Regions from separate parts of the Cricetulus griseus genome. Here region 2 is linked to region 1. The links are chromatin contacts, called in public Micro-C maps. All regions are on one chromosome and are shown on one strand. Each heading gives the region's core, a stretch centred on a gene start, on an enhancer-like site or on the middle of the called end of the contact. The rest is flanking DNA. Distances are from core to core; before and after follow the strand shown. Region 1 holds the start of Zfp36l1 (mRNA decay activator protein ZFP36L1). Region 2 has its middle 100 kb from the start of Zfp36l1.

The links. A called contact is a pair of places that touch in the nucleus more often than the background predicts.
Region 2: a Micro-C map of the CHO-K1 cell line shows a contact between it and region 1, with 2.1 times the contacts expected there. The contact joins the enhancer-like site here to the promoter of Zfp36l1 in region 1. A contact is called at or near these places in 2 of 8 Hi-C or Micro-C datasets (the CHO-K1 cell line and liver).

The regions. Positions count from the first base shown.
Region 1 is chr5:123,523,390-123,526,810 of CriGri-PICRH-1.0, forward strand. Zfp36l1 (mRNA decay activator protein ZFP36L1) reads left to right here and starts at 1,740. Exons shown (of 2, transcript XM_027418392.2): 1 at 1,740-1,952. The coding sequence starts at 1,896. It overlaps LOC118238891 (a long non-coding RNA gene), which reads right to left and starts at 1,470. Exons shown (of 3, transcript XR_004770288.1): 1 at 1,315-1,470; 2 at 1-1,142.
Region 2 is chr5:123,625,513-123,628,933 of CriGri-PICRH-1.0, forward strand. No RefSeq gene overlaps it. Among named protein-coding and RNA genes, the nearest start is that of Zfp36l1, 100 kb to the left of the region's middle. Within about 2 kb of position 1,584, at least 1 of the 6 cell types and tissues checked has open chromatin away from gene starts, as enhancers often do. A contact at or near this core is called in the CHO-K1 cell line, where this site is marked.

The DNA of each region.
Region 1 (3,421 bases), core at 490-2,989:
AGTCGGGTGTTTGGCAAAGTTGGAAAAAAAAACAAAACAACCAAACTGGTTTCTAAAACAGTTGTGATTTGGAAGGTTTCCCTGGGCTTGCCCAGAGGTTGGCGATAAATAAATGCAGTTAAAAAAAAAAAATGCGTGTGTGTAAGGGGTGGTGCGGCTCGAAGGCTCTGCTCCGCCTGCTCCGTCCTTTCCAGAGAAACGTCCTCGTAATGGGGTGACCTAATTACATCGCAATGGAACTCGCTCGTAGCCACTCGGCGCACCGGGTTTCATAACAGAGCCGGCGGCTTCGAGTGCTGGGAAGAAACGTGCGAGGCCCGGCCCGCGATTTCCGCCCGGGTCCCCACTCCAGCACGCGAGCCGGTGCGGGTGGGAGGCAGCCAAACCTAATAGTAAATAAACACAAAGTTCGCGGTTTTTAAGGGCGGAATAACTCATTGAAGGCCACTGGGTTCCGTGGGTCCCATTGCTTGGCACCCCCAAACAGGGCATAGTGACAAGCCATATGTTCCGTTCGCGTGGGGGCGGGAGAGCAGCAAGAAGTTACAAGTGTCGCTTCCCCCACCTCTACCTTCTTTCTTACCAAGTAACTTTTTTTTTCCTTGTTTTTAACACTCGGGGGTGTGTGGAGGAGGTAGCCCAGAATCAAAGTGCGCGTGGAAAGTGACTCGTTGCTCTTTTATTTTTGTGAGCCGGAGGAAGAGGCGCCCATAAAAGTCTGGGTTTTTCTGCAGTGAGTTTAAACGAGGTCTGCCCAGGCAGTGGTCTTTGTCGCAATGCCCCCTTACCCTACCGGGAGAGCGCCGGCTGCCGGCCCAGCACGCGTGTACACGCGCGCTGCGCGCTCAGTCTTGCTGCGCTCGCCCCCGCCAGGCTCTCTCCGAGGAAAAAAAAGTTTTCTTGGTCGCCCTACTCCTCCGTACACTGGTGGGAAACAAACATAAAACTCTTGACTCGGACATTTGGGGTGTTTCTGAATTCCTAAACTTCGTCCAGCGCGTTTTGCGGTGGGCAGCCGGGTGTGGGTGGACTGGGAAGTCAGGGAAAGGTAAGTCGTGCGGACACTTGGACAAGTTTCAAGGGACACCAGCTCAAGATGGAAACCGCAGCTCTGGCCGGCTCAAGACCAGCTTCAGCTCCAGCTAGCAAAAAAAAAAAAAAAAAAAAAAAGAGAGAGAGAGAGAGAAACTCGAGCCCGCCTTCCTGCCCGACCAAAACACACACACACACACACCATCACACACCATCACACACCACCACCACCCCCAGCCCTCCTTCCCTCCCCTCACCCCTCTCCCTGCCCCGGACACACACACAAAACAACACAACAACCAGAACTCTGAAGAGGGTGGAATGAGTGATGTCACAGAGCGGGGCAGCGAGGCTGACAAAGGGTGGGCGCCCCTCCCCCTCCGCCCCGCCCGGCCCCAGGGAGGGGCGCCCCCAGCGCCCGGGAGCGGAGCCCGCGGACTCGAAACTTTTCCTCTTTAAGAAAAAAAAGTTGTGCGCCGCTCCGAGTGGTTTTTTTTTTTTTTTTTTTTTTTCCGCCTTCTTTCCTCGTCTCCCCTCCCCCTTCTTCCTTTTGAAAGTTTCTTTCCTCCCTCCCCTTACCCCTCCCTCCCGCTTGACCGCATGGCTGATTCAACCTCAGTGTCAATCAACTTTTTTTCCGCCTCCTCTTCTTCATTTAAATAAGTTTAAAGCTCCTCCCCTCAATCCACCAAATCTTATAAGTTGGGCTTTGCGCGCCGCAGCCCGGGAGAGTCAGGAAGGCGAGGGGCGCCGGGAGCAGGCGTGTGGGACTCCAGACCGGAGAGCCGGAGGCTGCGCCTTCCCCGCACCGGGACCTTCGCGACACACCAGATCCTATCCCTTGCCCCGTGCGAACGCCCACGATGACCACCACGCTCGTATCTGCCACCATCTTCGACTTGAGCGAAGTTTTATGCAAGGTAAACTAGGGCGGAACTTTTGCTTTCTGAAAGTTTCTCTTGTGCTTAAAAGAAACCTAAAGGTTCGGGTCTGGGGAAACGGCGCTGAGCGAGTGAAGGGCTTTCACTGTTAGTGCTTCCCTCCATTCTGAAGGAATTTGGTCATGTCCTCCCTACTCAAGAGTTTCAGGTCCCAGGTGGAGTTGCATGTGAATTTGGGAGCAAAGTTCCGGGCGACTGCTGAAGTTTGCCGGGCAAGGGCTGGCCCGGGGATGCGGAACAGTGGCTAGGATTGGGACAGATTTTGAAGGATTCTTTCCGTGTGCATGGTGTGCCACAGGAGCTGGGGTTCGGTGGGCTCCCGGTGTGCGCTCTGGCTTTCCAGAGCGTGCCTGCTGGAGGAGTTGGAGTCTAGCCGGCAACTTTGCTAGCCTGTGGCGTAGGGGTCTCTAGGAAAAGCGAAGTCTCAGAACGATATTTGCCTGGGAGAATTTCCCTGTCTGCCTTGGAGAACTTAGAGAGAATGTGGCAAGGAAAAGGGGCCGATTTAAAGTTTAGAAAGATGCAGGCAAGGCAAGTTTGTAGTGGAGTTTGTGGCCGCCCCAGCTGAGCTAGGCTTCCTCCGCGAGAGCGCTGGTCGATTATGCTGCAAACTTTTGGCTGAAAGTGGCTGCTTACCTGTGTTGTGAGGCACTACGGCTCGTTGATTGAGGAATAGGGGAACAAAATGTTGCCAGAACTCAAGTTCCCGCCAGTTAGGATTTAAGAGAGCCTCCTTAAATGGGGGTAGTTTACCAGTCGGGTTTTCGAAAAAACGAGTTTTAAAACCTGAATGTTCCAGGAGAGCGGTTGAAATGTACAACTCCATGGATGTTGTTAATTTTTTTTTCCCTACTCTACTTTCCCCACCCCCACTCCCCCCATTTGAAAGGATGAAGCTGCTAGGCTACTTTTAATTGCTGAACTGTTTTTGCCTTCCCTTAAACACGTCGGGTCATGTTGCTCTCTTCCTAGCTTGCTGCTCCTGTCGGTGCAGCTGCCAAGGCCCCGGGGCTGCAGGGTTGGGGCACAGGGGCGTGCTGGAGCTGAAGAGCAACGGCAAAAACTTTGAATTTTAAGCTTTTTTTTTTTTTTTTTAACCCTCCCTGCGTTTCCCCAAGTCTATTTGCCCCGGCGACTGCCTGAGCTCCTGGGCAACTCCATCCTGGCTGCCCGCTCTTTGATCTATTTCTCTTTCTTTTGCCCCCTCCCCCCGCAGGACTTTTAAAATGAACCTCATTGTTGGGAACCGGCTCTCCACTGGGTTCCTGTAATCCTCTCGGTGGGGTGGTTGCGGTTACAGGGTTACTGATTCCCGATCCCCCGCTGCTGATCCTAAGGGACTAACTTTAGAATTTGCACAATGACACCCACATGTGTCAGGGGCCTGGAGATAACTTTCAAGTCTCCCACCCCCTCTTTCTAAATCTTAGGTAGTTTGAGCAGGTGAC
Region 2 (3,421 bases), core at 334-2,833, 100 kb after region 1:
GCCCATCCTTTTTTTTTTTTTTTTTTTTTTTACACTTTAATTAGTATACAAAATAGTGGGTTTTAGTATGGCATTTTTCACACATACTTTTATTTTTCTTGATCCTTCCCTTTCATTGAAAGATAGCTCCCTGCTATATATGCAGAAACCCCACTTCTTGGGGACAGCTCTGAGTGGGTCAGTCTTACCAGGTGAGTTGTTTGTATTTGGACTGACCCCCCCACTCTCCACACCCTTCCTGAGGACAATGGACTAAGAGTGTGGAACTGAGGTGGTGACTGGATGATGTTTCAGAGTGCCTTTGCTGTGGTTTGGTCTCCTCACCAGGTGCTTGCCGTGCAAGCGTTTGGGAAAGCTGATCCAGGAGACAGTTGAAGGCAGCTCCGATCAAAGCAGCCTGTCTTTAGACCCCACTCCCCACTCCCTTCAATTCTCTCTCTCTCTTCAATTCTCTCTCTCTCTCTCTCTCTCTCTCTCTCTCTCTCTCTCTCTCTCTCTTTTGAGACACAGTTTCTTTGTGTTGCTTTGCAGCCTGTCCTGGAACTACCTCTGTAGACCAGGCTGGTCTCGAACTCACAGAGATCCTCCTGCTTCTGCCTGCTCAGTGCTGGGACTAAAGTCGTGTGCCACCACCACTTGGTCTTTTCTTCTCTCTTAAAAATTTAAAAATCACATGACTTTTTAAGATGTTTTAGGTTGCCATGGCAGTTGGTTGTTTCCTTACACCATGTGGATCCCGGCGATGGAACTCAGGTCCTCAGTTTTAGTGCTAAGCCTTTACTCACTGAACCACCTTGCAGAACACCTAGCCCTTTTGAACCTTGAATTCATAAGCTCAAATAATCCTCCTGCCTCAGTAGCTGAGATGCATGTATCCTTGCTGGATTTTGAGCCTCAATTCTTCAGCCTGTCCCCAAGTCAGATATCCTTATATGCCTGCTCTCGTTCCATCTGTAGCCCAAACATCACAAAGATGGCTTAGACCCGAGTCAAAGTTGGTTTTGCTGAGCCCATTAGAAAAGCTGCCCGTGGACAGTGAGGCAGGTGTGGTTGATGGACGGAAGTCAGTGCCCCTCCAGGGTTCATCAGGGCTCTTGGAACAGGTGTGGACTGCCACAGGTTCACGGTGGAGCCCTGAAGTCCTCATATAAGGATCTTCAGAAGACTTATTTGCTCTCTGGACTCCCTTTCTTCGCTCTCTCCCTTGCTTCCTGCTGCCTTCTTCCATTGTCATTGCCTTCTTAACATCTGGGCACCCCATGACAGCAAGGACTCTGGGAGCAGGGTCTCCAAGGAGCCAGCTGTCCTCCACCACTGCAAGCTCGGTCCCATGAGCAGTTTGAGAGCTTTTTCTTGCAAAGACAAGCGGGGAAAAGTTGGAAGAACACTTCCAAGCCGCGCCTGTTTCTTCTTTATTTTCTTTCCCCCTTCTGGGGCTGAATGACCAGATTTTTTCTTTTTTTTTTTTTACAGTACATTTTGGCAGGCCCCATTTTTTTCTGACAGAAAAAAAATAACAGGCATATTTTTGGGCGATTACTCAACTGGGGTCCTTTGTGACAGGATATGCAGCTGCGTGACTAATGGAGCTGGCTTTCTCCTGGCTTCCTTCCCCTTTCAAAGCTCTTGTTTACTGCCCTATACCAAAAAGGAAAAAAAAAAGAGAAAGATTTTTATATGTTAAGAAAAGCTTTGTGAGACACTCAAAGGCTATAAATCCTATGGATATTCCATTTCCAGAACTGCAAAGGCTCCACCCCTCTCCCCAGCTTCTTTAAAGCACTCAAGCTCTTGACTCAGGACATGTGACTCTTCTCTCCCACCCCCACATCCCTACTTTCTTCTGAACATATGTCCAGCAGATCGTGTGTGTGTGTGTGTGTGTGTGTGTGTGTGTGTGTGTGTGTGTGTGTGTGTGTAGAATGAAGCAGGATGGGAACCATATTTACGATACTTAATTCAGCAACTGTTAAAGGAAAGAATAATGACTTCCAGGGGCTCAGGGGCTCCCCCCAACAAGGCCTTTGTGTTTTCATAGTCTATGACAGTTTTGTGGTGTAAGCAAAAGTTATTAGAAAGCATGAAACTAGCTTAACGAGGAAGGGTATCTGCTGAGCGGGGAGGAATCGCCTCTCAACAGGGAAGTCTGACTGGCTGGCTGGCTGACTTTGGGATTCTGAAGTCTGGGCCTTCCCAGAGACATTTGGAAGGAGATTCTCTTTAGCTTGTTGTGTTTGACAACTGGAACTGGAGTTTTGGGTTTTGGAGAGACCACCACATGGCTTTCTAGAGATCCATGGCTTTCTAATTTCCAAAGGTGTCTGACCTCTGGGCAAGAACAGTTGAGCAGCTAGTTAGTTATGTTTCACAGAGATAGAGACTGTGTAGACACAGCACAGGATCTGTGGCTTTGTGATGGGTTTGAGTTTTAGCTGTGAACTGGGTGGGACTAATCATTTAATAGCTGTAGGTTTCCATTGCTTGGATGTTGAAATAAGGTAGTGTCTTCTCCAATCTGCTGGCGTGAGGAGGAAAATGGCAGGAGCACAATGCATGGTGGGAAGTATAGACCTTCTAATTTCCCTCATCCAAAGGCCTGGTTCATGCTTTCAGCAGAGGAGAGTGTCTGGCTACTTGAGGGCCATGATGCTTAAGGATAAAGTGAGTGAGAAGCCAACACATGTTACTATCTGGGCGTCTGGATTATCTCCATCTTTGCTACCACTAGTCATCATTCATGCAGCTCTCAGAATCATTACTGATTACAATCTTTTCTTACTTGAGAAACTCCCCTCCTTGTCCAACCCAGATAAAAGGCACTGCCTGACCCCATCCTACCTGCTCCTTCTTCTGTAATGAACTCATCTTTGCAGATACTCTTGGTCCCGGGAGGTGAACTCTAGATACAGTTTAGACACTCTCTTCTCTGTCTCTCCTACCCTCTTTCCTTGGCCTCTGATAAGCCTCCTTCAGTGACCATTTTTATAGAAATAAGCTTTCACGTTTAGTTGGCTCTCGCCAAACTTCCTCCAGTTGGAGACTGAGTTATGAAGAAATAAGGTTTTGAAACACTGTCTTTCCCTTGATCCCTTCAGTAACTATACAGCAGTAACCTAAGAGCCCTTCCTAGTTTGAGTCTAATATTCTTGGTAAAGTCAAGTTGACTTGATTTGGGGAGAAAATAAATTGAGGCTGGTGCTGGGAAGTTGACTGAGTGAGACTTACTGAGATGTCAGTGACACAGACAGAAATAGAACCTTACAACCCGACTCCCCTTTGCCTGGGGTTTGCAGAGGCATCTTAGCTTGGCTAGCCCAGAATAGCTTCTCCCAGGCTGACCAGCTGTGAAGTGATGTGTTGCAAGGGTTATTTTTTGTCTTGGCTTAACTCTTAAAAAAACCAAAAAAAAAAAAAAAAAACC